Linked DNA regions of Danio rerio: region 2 is linked to region 1. Evidence: chromatin contacts called from public Hi-C data. All regions are on one chromosome and are shown on one strand. Each heading gives the region's core, a stretch centred on a gene start, on an enhancer-like site or on the middle of the called end of the contact. The rest is flanking DNA. Distances are from core to core; before and after follow the strand shown.

Region 1 (2,938 bases), core at 43-2,542:
AACATCTGAAAGCATGGCACCTTTTTTGATCATTTAAAAAGTCTAAACATTTTGAATAAACATTATCAGTAAACAGAATAAAACCAAAATGATGTTTTACTCAAACACAACTATATATCTTAAATCCAGGGAATGTGGCCTCTTAATTTTGTATAATGTTTGATCTTAATTTACTGTACAAACACTGCGGACCATAAAAATAACCTGTATATAATCTGTAGGAGAATTTTTGGGAAGGTGGCATTTCAATGTGGAGTTTGCATGTTCTCCCCATGTTGGCGTGGGTTTCCTCCAAGTGTTCTGGTTTCCCCCACAGTCCAAAGACATACGCTATGGGTGAATTAAATAAACTAAATTGTCCGTATGAGAATGAGTGTGTATGGATGTTTCCCAGTGCTGGGTTGCAGTTGGAAGGGCATCTGCTGTACAAAACATATGCGGGATAAGTGGGTGGTTCATTCCGCTGTGGCAACTTCAGATTAATAAAGGGAATAAGCCGGATGAATGATTTAAGGGGGAATTTCCCCCATTTTGTGACCTTAGTCCTGCATCATGACAATATTAATCTAAATGTTTCAATTGTAAGATATTTAGACTAAAAAGTCTCAAAAGGAAACAACCCATGTGAAAAATAGTAGAGTAAATACTATAGTGTTTTTGAACCATACCATAGTAAAGTGCTTGTGGTAATTGTACAGTTAGTACAATAACACAACAACTTTAGTAATATAAACAAATGATCCAACAGTGTAGTTTTCTCCAATATCATACAACAATACATCACAGTTTACTGTAGTAAAAACAAAAGTGTTTATTACAATTTATCAGTTAACTATAGTTAATACTACACAGTGTAGTCTGTGCTGCAATAGTTATCTGCAAAAATAGTTGTCAATTCTACAGACTATTATATACAGCACAATACACTTTACTATAGTAGGCTATGGTTCAAAAACACTGTAGTATTTACCAATGGTATTTACTATAAATTACTGTAGTATTTTTTCTAATGTGGCAAGTCTTTACCGGAGAAATGCTGCCCTCTGGTGTCATTCAAATAAAGCTTCATTCATGTTCTTCATTTACTCACGTGTTTATTTTAAGACTTATAATCGCCAGATTGAAAACGTCTGATGCACTCATTTCTATTAATTACAAACAATTCAGAATTAAAGGAAAAACGCATAAACATGCACGTATATCTACAATAGATCAAAACTGCTTCTGCAAATCAGCGTCAAGGACGTCATCCACATGTGACCAACCACAGCATTGCGTTCGTCAGCTCACCAAAACACGGAAGTAAACACTTGTCATACACATGTTTTGCGCTAATATGGAAGTTAAGCAGGGCAATTGTTTCATTTGTACAGTACAATTATAGGTTTAATCGTTTTAAACGTTTTCCTAGGTGACAGTACGTATATTGGTGGTTTTCCACAAACAAAAAACGTTATTTATTGTAAATGGGTTGTTCGTGGACTTTAGACTATTTCTGCACTCGTTGAGTTATTAGAGAAACGGTATGAAGTCGTTTAAGTCTCCGGGACGTCATGGATATGCGGTGGAGATTTCACCTTTTTTGCCTTCTACGATGGCATGTGCTTCCTCTCAGTATTATGGAATAGCAGGTAACGTTAGTGGCATGTACACTACCTGACAAAAGTCGTGTCGCCTATCCAAGTTTTAGGAACAATAAATAACTTGACTTCTAGTTGATCATTTGGTATCAGTAGTGGCTTAAATGAAAATGGCTCTAGATTACGCTTATTTTACTAAGATAAACTATGATCATGCCTTGATTTTTTATTATTTATAAGGACAGTACGGTCTGACTTTGCTTGTCACTGAACAGAAATATTGTGGAATAAAAAGTCATGGTGCAGTGGAAAAAGATTTAATATTGTGTATGACTCCAATGAGCTTGGACGACTGCATCCATACATCTCTGCAATGACTCAAATAACTTATTAATAAAGTCATGTGGAATGGCAAAGAAAGCATTCTTGCAGGACTTTCAGAGTTCATTAAGACTCTTTGGATTAATCTTTAATGCCTCCTCCTTCATCTCACCCCTAGACATGCTCAATAAGGTTCATGTCTGGTGACTGGGCTGGCCAATCCTGGAGCACCTTGACCTTCTTTCCTTTCAGAAGCTTTGATGTGGAGGCTGAAGTATGAGAAGGAGCGCTATCCTGCTGAAGAATTTGCCCTCACCTGTGGTTTGTAATGTAATGGGTAGCACAATATCCTTGATATCTCAGGCTGTTGATGTGTTCATCCACTCTGCAGATCTCTCGCACACACCCATAGTGAATGTAACCCCAAACCATGATTTTTCCATCAACAAACTTTACAGATTTATGTAAGAATCTTCGGTCCATGCGGGTTCCAATAGGTCTTCTGCAGTATTAGTGATGATTGGGATGCAGTTCAGCAAATGATTTATCGGGAAAATCCTTCTGCCACTTTTCCAAATGATCAACTAGAAGTCAAGTTAATATTTGTTGCTCTTACAACTGGGATCGACGACAAGGCTTTTGTCAGGTAGTGTATGATGATTAATACAAAACTGTGATTTTGACATAAACCTGTTTCTTGGCTTTTAGGATGTGGGACACTTTTTGTGCTGGAGCAACGGGAGACAGATGTTTCACTTGTGAAGAGGTAATTTAATAATAAAAGATGAAAAAGCAATTATAAGTATGACAACAATATGTAATACAATTGTATACATAAAAAAAATTATGATTTTGATTTATTTTTATTTCTAAGCAAAAAACAATTACTAGAAAACATTCAGCATGTTTTAGCACTAATTCGGTGAACATTAGTTAATCTACTACAAGAAAAGTCTTGTGTAGCAAATTTAAACAACAAGTATTTGATGACCTATATTAATTAAAAGTTTATTTTTAATGATAATAGTGTTGTTACA
Region 2 (3,023 bases), core at 137-2,636, 210 kb before region 1:
GAAACTGGAGCACCCGGATGAAACCCACGCTAACACAGGGTGAACAAGCAAAAACTCTACACAGAAATGCCAACTGATCCAGCCAAGGCTTGAACCAGCGACCTTCTTGCTGTGAGGCAAACGTGCTATACCACTGCGCCACCACGTCGCCATTTTCACAGTATTTCGGATATTTTCTGATTTTTTCTTCTGGAGAAAGTCTTATTTGTTACTTGTCTAGTTAACCGTATTAACACAGTTATGTCTTTAAATTTCAGCTAGAATAAAAGCAGTTCTTAATTTTTTAAAAAACATTTTAAGGTCAAGATTATCAGCCCCTTTTAGCTATATATTTTTTTCGATAGTCTACCATCATTATACAATAACTTGCATTATTTTCCTAACCTGACTAGTTAACCTAGTTAAACTTTTAAATGTCACTTTAAGCTGTATAGAAGTGTCTGAAAAAATATTTAGTCAAATATTATTTACTGTCATCATGGCAAAGATAAAAATAGATCAGTTATGAGATGAGTTATTATATAAAAGAAAGCAAGTAAGCAAGTAAATTATCTGTTTAAATGTTTTAATAACTTCTGCACAGAAAAATAATGTCATTATTTAACCTAACAAATACAATGAAAAAATGAAATAGAAAATAATGTGATAATGCTAAGTTTTATTCTAGATATAAGCTTTGAAGGATAGTTACATAAAAATATACAGTTAAGTGGTATTTTGGTACTATCCATCCATCCATCTGTATTATCTGTATCTATTTATTGACATGTAAACTATTATTGTATGACATTTAAGCGTCTGTTTTCTGTGGTTTTCCCCAGGTAGCAATGTTATATATACAGGACTCATTCTGATGTATGCTTTGATTGTTGTTTTGAGACTAGAACATATTTCAAACGGTACAAGCTTACAGTATTAATCACTCGTACATTTTAATATAAAGAGTATGACTTCAGTCACATGCAGTTGTTTAAAATGTAAAACGTCAGTTTTTTATCTTTACGTATGTATTTATTGCATATTGTAGATCTAACCAAACACCTTATAACTAGCTATTTGTGCTATAATTTATATGCGCATTTAATAGGTTATTAACAGTAATAGTTCTCACCTAGTCGAGCATAAACGAAAGAAGCATAACATTCGACGGTGAGCTCACGAATCCTACTATGCTGACGACGGATTTTCATTAATATTAGGAAATGTTTCATTGGAAGCAAAAGACACAACGTCAAAGCCGCATAGTTAATATTCATGAGATAGACGTGTGTCATTGGATCGTTACCAAGTAACGTCAACGTAAGATAGTTAATATTCATAACCCGAGGCTTCGCCGTAGTAGGATTCGCTATTTAGCACCCGGAAGTGGTGTATTAGTTGTTACTCGGTGTTTTTAGTTTGTGAGTTTGAAACCGGACTGTGTGTGTTTTTCGCTCAAATGGAAAGTTGACCGCTCAGGAATGGAAGATGAGTCTTCCGTGCGAGTGAATGACACCACGCGAAATATGCCCGGTTATTCCGGACGCGACGGGGAATCTGTCTATGTATCCAGCGGGACACGGAGCACTGATTTCGGCCAGGATGTCCGCAGCGGTGAGGCGAAGGTGCCGTCATCGTCATCATTATCCTCGAAGGATGTTTTGGAATTTCATAAACACAAACATGGACCAGGAGGCGGCCACAGAGAACATATCGAGAGGGAAAACATAAGAGCTGTGGATATTTTAAGAAGGAATTTTGGTTCCACTATCAGAGATACAGAAGATCCCAAAAATCTAGAGAAAGTAGGAAATGACATCAATCTAAACGACTTGGACCATGAAAATGATGATGAAAGGTTGCAATGTAGCACAATAAATCTACAACAAGATATTGAGAGCAATCCAGAATTGGGAAATCCTGATGGGAATCATCATATTGATTATAACATTGATTTGAAGAGTGGCGAAGATCCCAGCCAATCAAAAGAGCATGTTTACTGCACTGTATACTGTATAGCCAATGATAATTATAGGATACCTGTTCAGAAAACAACATCCAATCACGAGACTTCATCATCATCATCATCATCATCTTCTTCATCTTCTTCTTCCCCAGATGTACTGGTTTTACCATCCACCGACTTACCAAACTTAGAATTGGACAATCATGATCCCTACCCAGTGCCCTATACCGTCTCTGACCTGATGGTGTCTGGAATACACAGCTCATATAATGCTGACAACAGTTTGTCTGTGGTGTTGACATGTCGCATTTGTCTTGACGATAAACAAATCATGCCGCTACACTGTTGCAAAAAGGCTGTTTGTGAAGAATGTCTGAAAAGATACATCATCTCACAGGTATCCATATTTGTTTTCAGTGTTGTACCTTTGTGTCTGCAATAGTATCAAATTTGGTTGTTCCTTTTATCGCGATATTAATGCAACTTAACATTTAACAGTAACAAAAAATACTGTGGGCCTATGTAATGTTAAGAGTAAATAACTGTTTTAAAGAAATTAAATAGCAAAATGATGATAAAGTACATTGGACCTTTTTTACAAGACGTGTTTTGTCTTTTGTTATGTTGTGTTTATCGGTCATCATACTCCTAAATCCTTTAAAGTTTTTCATATTTATATATATTTTTAAAACCGTATGAACCTTTATATGCATTTATGAATGCATTATCATCTTTGTGTCAAATGACAAAAAATGAATTACCGCTTATGCGAGGAGTTTCTATTTATGCAGCTGAGAAATTCGAAAATGTGAAAAGGGTCTATAGGTAACAACTTTTTACAATAAAATCAAATAATGTTAGTCAATGAGAAATAACAATATTATAGTTATATGTTCAATAAAAAAATACAACTGAATTGTTTTTAGTTATTAACTTAATTAAAAAATGATTACAAGTTTTGTTTTAAAGTGTTATTAGGTATTAACTATGAAAATAACATCAGCTAAGATTATTTAATGCATTTATAGTTGTCATTACGTATGCTGTACACAATATTGGGGGTAGCACATTACAAGAA

Evidence for each region. Hi-C and Micro-C count contacts between places; a contact is called where the count stands out from the background.
Region 2: a Hi-C map of hematopoietic stem cells shows a contact between it and region 1, with 1.7 times the contacts expected there. The contact joins the promoter of rnf217 here to the promoter of pex7 in region 1. A contact is called at or near these places in 2 of 18 Hi-C or Micro-C datasets (hematopoietic stem cells and an unstated tissue).

Annotation. Positions count from the first base shown.
Region 1 is chr20:42,864,142-42,867,079 of GRCz12tu, reverse strand. pex7 (peroxisomal biogenesis factor 7) reads left to right here and starts at 1,292. Exons shown (of 10, transcript NM_001013532.2): 1 at 1,292-1,631; 2 at 2,610-2,667. The coding sequence starts at 1,526. It also overlaps a transcript of esco2 not described here.
Region 2 is chr20:43,071,780-43,074,802 of GRCz12tu, reverse strand. rnf217 (ring finger protein 217) reads left to right here and starts at 1,386. Exons shown (of 6, transcript NM_001082853.1): 1 at 1,386-2,342. The coding sequence starts at 1,461.